Regions from separate parts of the Oryctolagus cuniculus genome. Here region 2 is linked to region 1. A link is a contact called in public Hi-C data. All regions are on one chromosome and are shown on one strand. Each heading gives the region's core, a stretch centred on a gene start, on an enhancer-like site or on the middle of the called end of the contact. The rest is flanking DNA. Distances are from core to core; before and after follow the strand shown.

What was found. Hi-C and Micro-C count contacts between places; a contact is called where the count stands out from the background.
Region 2: a contact with region 1 is called in a Hi-C map of liver, with 6 times the contacts expected there. The contact joins the enhancer-like site here to the promoter of HOXD12 in region 1. A contact is called at or near these places in 5 of 6 Hi-C or Micro-C datasets (ear pinna, embryonic fibroblasts, liver and 2 more).

What each region holds. Positions count from the first base shown.
Region 1 is chr3:65,129,270-65,133,402 of mOryCun1.1, forward strand. It overlaps HOXD12 (homeobox D12), which reads right to left and starts at 2,329. Exons shown (of 2, transcript XM_002712302.4): 1 at 1,759-2,329; 2 at 1,345-1,608. The coding sequence starts at 2,329. The coding sequence ends at 1,370. LOC138849163 (a long non-coding RNA gene) reads left to right here. Exons shown (of 3, transcript XR_011387582.1): 2 at 1-3,669.
Region 2 is chr3:65,530,617-65,534,749 of mOryCun1.1, forward strand. No RefSeq gene overlaps it. Among named protein-coding and RNA genes, the nearest start is that of LNPK, 310 kb to the left of the region's middle. Within about 2 kb of position 2,120, at least 1 of the 8 cell types and tissues checked has an H3K27ac peak or open chromatin away from gene starts, as enhancers often do.

The DNA.
Region 1 (4,133 bases), core at 1,079-3,578:
GGCAATGGAGTAGGTGAAATGAAGGCTGGATACCCTAGCATGCCCAGAGCAGCTCCCCCTGGCATTCCGGAGCCCCGGCCTTCACAAGGCAAGCCTGGCAGGGCCCAGGGCCTTGAAGGCTCCACTGGTGCAGCACCATACATGCTACAGAAGGGGCACTGTGCTTGGACTTCTGGTGGAGTTGGTGGGGAGTGGAGAGGGTGAGAGAGAAACTTCTAGTTCTGTGTGCTCTGTCAAGAGCAGTGACCAGGCGCTGAGAATCTGCGTAGTCTCTTTCCCCACCCTGTGATACTCCAGGAGGAGTTTTTGCCTCTCCTTGCAGTAGCTGTTAAGGTGACTCAGGAAAGACATGTGGCCACTTTGGCCATATTTAGAGCTGGTGCATAGGAGGACCCCTCTTCCCCTTCCTGACTCCCTTCACCACTCCCTGGACACTGAGCACACCTCCCTGAGCAATGCAGCCTCAAAGCAGACCAGCAGCTCCCCATAGCAGAGCTCAGCTCTGGGGGCCCAGTCACAAGATGCATGGGCTTAGCCCATGTGAAAAGCTGGAAGTAAGGAGATTTTTGCCAATCTTGTCTGGAGACTGTAGCTTGCTCTGTGGGCCGAGCCTCCCTCATCCCTTCTCTGGGAAGGAAGCCTCTGAGCCATTCTGTCCAACTGCAGGGGCCAGCCCAGTCCACATTCCAAGGTGTCTGGCCACCCAGCCCCTCCCCTCTCCTTTCCTCTAGAGGTCTGAGGTCTAGGACAGCTGTAGTCCTCCCAAATTGGCCAGGGTAGAAAGGTGAGTGGGGGGAACGAGGAGGGATGGCACCCCATCCTTCCTCCAGACTGGAGATCCTGGCTTTGCCACAAAGGGCTGGTGGCAAAGACGCCGAGCTGTATCCACAGCCCTTTCCACGGTCCTGAGGCCTTCCTATATTAATTTCCACTCTGAGCTCTGAGTAGGTGCCTCTTAATGCAGTCAGGGCTGGGAAGGGGGGGAGGGAGAACTAACCAGGCGCAAACAGAGAAATCCAAGTACAAGGGAGCAAAAGTGAGTCCTGGGTGCAGTGTCCCAGCAAAGAGTAAGTTTGGGTGACCCGAAGTTCCACACGCGGAAACCAAAAGGCCAAGGTTGCACTCCAACTTCCGAAGGCCCCTTCATCTGCCTCTCTGAGAGGAGGAAAGCGAGGAGGCCCAACTGGTCTCATCTCTAGATCTTGCTAGCTTCTGGGGCTGCAGGCAGAGCGGGAGATGAGGACAAACCAGCGGAGAGGGCAATGGGGGAGGGGGGAGGAAAGCCCCAGCTCCAGCCCCAGCTCCTCCTCCCCATGCCAGGCCTCCATCCAAAAGGGCAGGCCCGGGCTGCCCACAGCCACGCATGTGGTCAGTAGAGCGCTAATGCTTGCTCGCGCAGCACCACGCGCTTTTTCTTCATGCGCCTGTTCTGGAACCAAATTTTGACCTGCTGATCGCTGAGGTTCAGCCTGTTGGACAATTCCTTGCGTTTCTGCCGGTTGATGAATTCGTTGACGAGGAATTCGTTCTCCAGCTCTGCGATCTGCTGCTTCGTGTAGGGTTTTCGCTTCTTGCGGGCCCTCCCCGGGGCAGCCCCCCATGGCAGGCCTGCAACACAACCCCAGCGCACCGTCAGTCGAGCCCTCTCCCTGTTGGCTGCCCGTGCGCCCCCCACCTCCTCCGGCAGCTCCCCTTCCTTTACACACTCCCCTGCACCCCACCTCCCATCCCGGCCCGAGGAGCGTGGGCACCGTTTACCGTCGGGCAGCGAAGGTCTCAGGCAAGAGGAGACGCCTGCCGCCTGCACTGTCATGTTCAAGTTGAGCGTGCCCTTCGTATCCTCCTTGAAGCCGGCGGCGCAGGGGGCCCCCTGGAGCAGGGTCGCAGAGCCCGGCGCGGCACGGCCCATACCCACGTAGTCGTATTTGGCCTTGAGAGCAGCGGCTGCAGGGGCCAAGCTAGACTCTGGGACGAAGGGCGGCCTCGTACGGCCGCGCTCCTCCGGACTGGCGGCTGCTTCCGGCGAATAGAACTTGGCCTGCTCTTCGGGTCCGTCCTTGGCGCCCGGGGGCTGCAGGCCCAGAGGCCCGGAGCCGGCCAGGTAGGACTGCGAGAAGCCGCCGAAGGCAGTGGCGCCCGCAGGCTGCGCGGGGGCGCACGAGGCGGGCGTGGCGGCCCAGGGCAGCGCGCCGCGAGGGTACGAGATGGGGGGAAGCGCGGCCAGCTGGCTGCCATTCGGCCGCAGGTTGGAGAAGTAGAAAGAGTCAGGCGACTGCAGATTGAGAAGCGAGCCCACATAGCCCGCTCTGTAAAGACTGCGCTCACACATCTCCAACAAAGGGCTTCGGCTGCGCTCGCAACAGTATTTAGTTACAACCGGGAATAAGAGGACAGGCTCAGGCGATTGGACGAAACTTTGCCTGCAGGTTCTTCAAAGCCGGTCATTTCAGCACCGCCTACATCCCCCGGCCCGTTTTCCCCCCCTTCAGGGTATTATGATAACACCCGCAATGTTCGATGGCGAAGGAGGAGGCTGCCGGCTGAGCAGAGACATGTAGAGCAAAGGCGAAGCCTGCAGGTTTCCCCGCCAGGCTTCGGGAGCTGGGAGCATCCGGTGGAGGGGGTCTTTGCCCCAGTGTCCCTTGGGACTCTTCTCCATCTTCATTGGCTTTTCAATCCCGTTTTCCGCAGGCTACCTGGGCCTGGCCTGTTTCTACCAGCTTTAAGTTGCTGCTGAGGCATTTTCCAGTAACGGGCGCCTCTCGCCTAGTCCAGAGAAGGTGCGGCCTGGCAGAGCCGCCAGCTGTGTTCCCGGGCCTGAGCAACACCACTCCTACCCCAATCCCTCCCATGGAGGCCCTCTTGAGGCCTCTGCCCCGGGAATCCGGCCACAGAGATCCACTTGCTGCTTGGGTCCTCAAGCTGCAGACACAGCCTGAGAGACCTGCTAAAAGCAGAGAGGTATCACAAGGTATCCAAAGTTTGGCAGCCAGGAAGGAGGCCTCACACCACTCTTGGTGTGCATCTCACCATCACCACCACCCCCAGGCCAGGAACTCTGCTCCTTAGGAAAGCTGCCATCCAGGTCCATGGAGCATGCAGGCCAGGCAACTTGGCAGCTCCATGCGCCAGTCGTGGCCAAAGGCTACATTCCTTTTATCGCCAGGATCACCTTGGCGGCTGATCCTGCAAACCAGAACTCCAACGTATTCATCCACCCCGAGGCTGGCAGAACAGTGCTCGATCCCCAGACCGCGTGTGGAAAAGCGGAAAAGCCAGAGGCCACCTGGCCGCGCAAAAAAAGCAGGCGCACCGAGGCAGCTGGCAAGCAGCGTTCCTTGCCCCGGCGCCTCCCGGCGCGCGGGCTGGTGGCGGGTTCACGGGTCTGGCGAACAGAGGAGCTGGACGGGTAGTGGTCGCTGGCGGGGAGCAGTGTGCGCAGCAGCCCGGAGATCCTCCTATCTAGTCTTACCAAAGGAGTAGGGGTCCTCCCCCCCTTCTCAGGTCCCGAGGCCCCCAGAGACCGGACGAAGGGCGTCTGCCCCAACCCGCGGCAGGCCTCGCGGTCCCCAAGCCAAGATGGAATTGGTTAGACCGCCAGCTCCGGCACCGAGACCACACAGGCGCCGCCGGAGGGCAAGGCTGACCACCGCGCTGTGACTTTATTGTGTGAGTTATGGCGACCAATTGGGCGGCTCTGGGGAATGCAATCAGCTTCTTCCTCCCGCTCTGAGGAGGGGGTAGCGGGTGGGGGTGGGGAAGCCCAGGGCTCCTCAGGGCTCTGCCAGTTTCCTTAGGAGACTTAACTCCATTCTCTGGCATTTCATGATGCAGGCACAAACTACAACCCCACTTTCTAGAAACGGGGAAACCGGGCCTTAGGTCCCCAATAGCTTTCATTTTGGGGGAATTCGCCCTGCTTCCAAGGAGCCGCAGCCTCTTCAGGCCGGAAATCCAGTCACGGGGTCCCTACGCTCCACGCTTCTCGGTGCACAGAGAACCCCCGTGTTTCTAAGCCCAGGGGCAACTCCCTCGGACCCCTTGGCGGACTCACAGCGGCTGTTTGCCCCTCAGGGCTTAAAGGCACGAAGGAACTACATGAGACAACAAAAAAGACAAGAACGGCTAGACTC
Region 2 (4,133 bases), core at 870-3,369, 400 kb after region 1:
CATCCGGGATACTTCCAGCCATTCGAGGACAGCCTCACACTTAGCTAGCCTCTGGAGGAAATGGGAAAGACGTCCAAGACATACTCCACTTTGCACTAGGTCCTCTTAGAACAGTGCTTCTTTTAACCTTTTTTGGGCCATGGAGCTTTGGGCACTCTAGGACACCTAGGAATTGACACACAAATTTGCATTTAATTTTGGAGGGTTCATGGTCTCCCTAATCCTATCCATGGAGCTCAGATTTAAGACTGTGTTTTAGAGAAGTAAGATCAGTGATCTTCAAACAGCTGGTGGACATGAGGTGAGTACCTGTTGGGCTTTTTGGGCATATAGACAATAAAGATAGCAGAGGGGTTGGTGGGGTCTGAGGAAGCTTTATGGAGAAGATGAGTCTTGAACTTGACTTTATGCCTGGTAGAGCATTTTGTGTAGAACAGAATAAGCAAAAGAAGAAAGCTTAAACTTCATCTGTTCAGTAGCACAGCCATCACTTAACAAACATGGGACACCTACAGAATTATATAATCAGGAGAATGAAGACGTGAGTTCCTGACCTCAAAGAATCTACAGTAGAAGACAAAATACAGAAAGGATAGAACTAACCTCATTACAAAGGAAACACATAGGTGCTTGGAGGAAAATCCATAGAGCCACAGAGAGGCGCTCTGGGGAAGTTTCAGAAGACTGTAGGAGGCAAATCCAGCAGGTGGCTCCAGGAAGGCAGAGGGGCTGTGCAGATCGTGCCCATGGCTGTGGATGATGCCACGCCTGGAAAAGAAAACGGAGCCAGCACAGACCAAGTCAGGCAGGCAGGGACATCTGCTCTGTGTTTGGACAACAGGTGCAACTTGAGGAAAGCAGAGGTTCTGAGTAGGGAGAGCTTGGGAAGATGGGTAGGGGCTAGGTCTCGATGTCCTTAATTGGCAGGTAAAGGAGTTTGAGTCGTTTGTGGATGATCATGGGTTTTCTTTAACGTGATCTTTAGGAAAGTACCTGTCTCTGGTTACCTATCAGGAAGCACTGGATGTGGGGACGTGGGTGGCACTAGCACAGGGAGACCTTACAGATGAGGGCCGTAACCCAGGAGGAAGCCAGTAAGGGTCTCATAGGCATGCATCTGGGGGAATTAGCATCCTGCTAATGTTAAGAGGCCCTGAGTGGTGAAGGGGCACCTGTGAGCATTTTTCACTGACCCCCCGCTGAGGGGGCCGGAGAGGGGCCTGACTCATGGATCGTTTCCCAAAGGACACCGTGTGCTTACCTCCAGGAAAAAGCATGCGGATGTCTGTGGTGCTGTCCCTCTTCCCCCAAGAAGCATCCTGAACTTGAGACAGGCCGTGCCTCGCATCTGTACCATTTTTTTCCCTGAAACAGATTTGAGCAAGTCCTCGCTCACAGCCGTGCTTGCCACCCACCCCCTGGTGTACAACACCAGAGCCTTCCTATAAATCTTTGACCTTTAAAACAAACTCTTACTCGGCCAAGGGTCGAGCAATTTCCTTGAGTAGGACTTGAAGTTTTCAGAATATACATTTCTCTCCCTGTCTGATTCAGGAGCAAGCTGGGTTTTTTTTTATTTGATTTGTTTTCTGCTTTTAGTTTTTTAAGTGGAATCTCCTACATTTCCTCAGGTAATCTCCATATTCCGAGAAAAAAAATTTGGATTATGATTCCTGTTTTGCAGATTGGGTTGAGATAACATAGCTGGTAAAAGATGACCCCAAGGTTAAAACTAGTTGTAGACCTCAGGAGGGAATCGGTGATCAAGAGAGCCCCCCGGGGGAGGCAGCAGGAGCCTGCCGATGTCCAGAGAGTTTCTTCCAGGTTCCTCTAGCATGTGTAGGCCACACTGAGGTCAGGTTCAGACAGCACATTTGGAACTTTGAGCTCTGCCTCCGTTTTAGGGACTATTTCAATTTTCCATTCTGCGTCAGGTCTGTTCAAAGAGATTTCTAACTGGCACAATGGTGTTCTCACTCACATTCTCTGCTGAGGTCCTTGCTGGCTAAGTCATGCATCATTCCGGCTTCCCTTGGAAGTAGTCCTCTCTTTCCCCTTCCAAGTTACCGATGGCTTTAAATGTCAGAACTGATCCCAGCAATAAAAACGGGCACCTCACTTGCTTGCTCATCTGTATATCCAAGTTCTATTTAAAGTCTCCAGGCCATTGGTTTACTGAGCTCACTCTAGAAGTTTCCAAGGAATCCCCAAGGACTTCCCAAGCTGAAGTGTGTCTTCTTTACTGATGAAGTGGCATTGTTATCAGATTAGAGGATTTTGCGGATGTGTTTGTCATTACATCTGGCCACAAAGTCTCCTGTAGCACACTCGGAATTAGCTCTGATCTGGTTGTGTGTGTGTGTGTGTGTGTGTGTGTGTTTTATCCTTTCACCTTTGAAATGTAAACCCCGGAAAAGTAAGCAGACACAAACCAGGCTGTGGGGGTGTGTGTTGGACACTCAGCCGTCTGGCAGGGCCTTTAGAATGTCACATTAGGGCCGTGCCTGGATTCTCTTTTGGCAACCTTCACTGTGATGGGGGTGGCAGGTGAGGGCAGGGTTGAAAGGACAACCTCCCCCTCCTGTGAACTCAGGGTTGGCTCTCATTAGACAGCGGCCAAGCTGCCAGAGAACGCCCGGCTCTCACACTGGAGCTCTCGCGTTAAGCCCTTGGCAGCCTCGCAGTGGGGAAAACATGCCTTTTGGGGACTCGTGACTAATTCCCTACATCATGGCTAATGCATCCCAGGGTGCTAACTTCAGCACACCTGCCTCTACTGCTAGCAAGGTAATGAGAGCGCTTGTGAGTTACTGGTCACTGACAACATTTATAATATTTTCAACCTAGCGTTATGGCGTAGGTCAGTGTGCAGCATTCACTAGGAGTGGGTGGATTCTGTCGCCAGGGGAGCCCTGGTTTTATGGGCAGTTGGTTGGTGAAGTGGATCAAAACCCTTTATAAATGAAGTGGATGCGTTGGGAAAGGTTCTAGGTGTCCCATGATACCCCATTAAATTTTGTTACTAATTACATCATCAAGAGGTAATTATAGCACTCTGAGGCCAGAGATTTTAAAATCATAACCATCAGGAAATTTAGCCCATAAAAGAGGTATGCACTGGCCTGGAGAACTAGGATGGTTGAGAGAATGTGGGGGTGGTGTGGGGTACAAGTTTGGAAATCCAGATTGCTTGAAGCCAGTGAGCACCTAAACACATTGGTGGTGGGTACCTCCTAGCCTGCACCATGGAGTTTGGGTGTAGCTGCATTGGCGGCACACTTTTCAATTTTAGAGGATAAAAACTTATTTAATTCACTCAAGAAGGTGCCTAGAATAATTATTTTACTTTCTCAAATCATTCCAGTTTTGTTTTTTGGTAGATTCTCAGAAAGCTGAGCTGATGATATTCAGGTTAAAGAAAGAAAAGAAATGTGAACTTCCTTTGAGCAGCCCTTCAAGATAACAGAGCTTTTTGTTCTTATTTTTGTTTTGTTTTGTTTTGTTTTTGACCGGATGGCCACAGGTAAATGCATTGCAGTGAGACACAAGTTAGCCTGGCCTCTCTGCAGAACTCTTTGGACCTGGTCTCCGAATCCTGTCCGGGTGCTCCTTTGCATTTCTGCCCTGAACCAACTACAGTGAAGGGCTTGCGCCTCCTTTCCTGAAAGGCACTGTACCAGCGTGATTACCAGGATGGACTCCCTCGAATTGTTTTCTGGCCCCTCCAGAATAATCTTATGTATTAGTGAAGGTAACATTGGTTTCCACAACAAAAATACCCCCAAATTAACAGTGCTTGACACAATAGAAGTTATTTCTCACTCCTGTGACAATTCAGCGCTCCTGTCCCTGATGAACAGTCCTCCATATTGCGACTCAGACCTGAGAATCCTGCACATTGGGCTGCTTCTGTCTCTAGAACCCCAGCATTTTCTGCATCCAACCAGGAGATTAATGGAGAGTATAGAGAAGGCACAGCCAATAATTGGCTAGGTTGGAGGAGATATACAACCCTTTCACTGTTTTCCATGGGTAAGGACTAATCACATGGTTTCACCAAGATGCAAAGGAAGCTGGGAAATGTAGTCCCATACTGAGTACTTGCTTCTTATAGTCATCTATGATAGGGACAG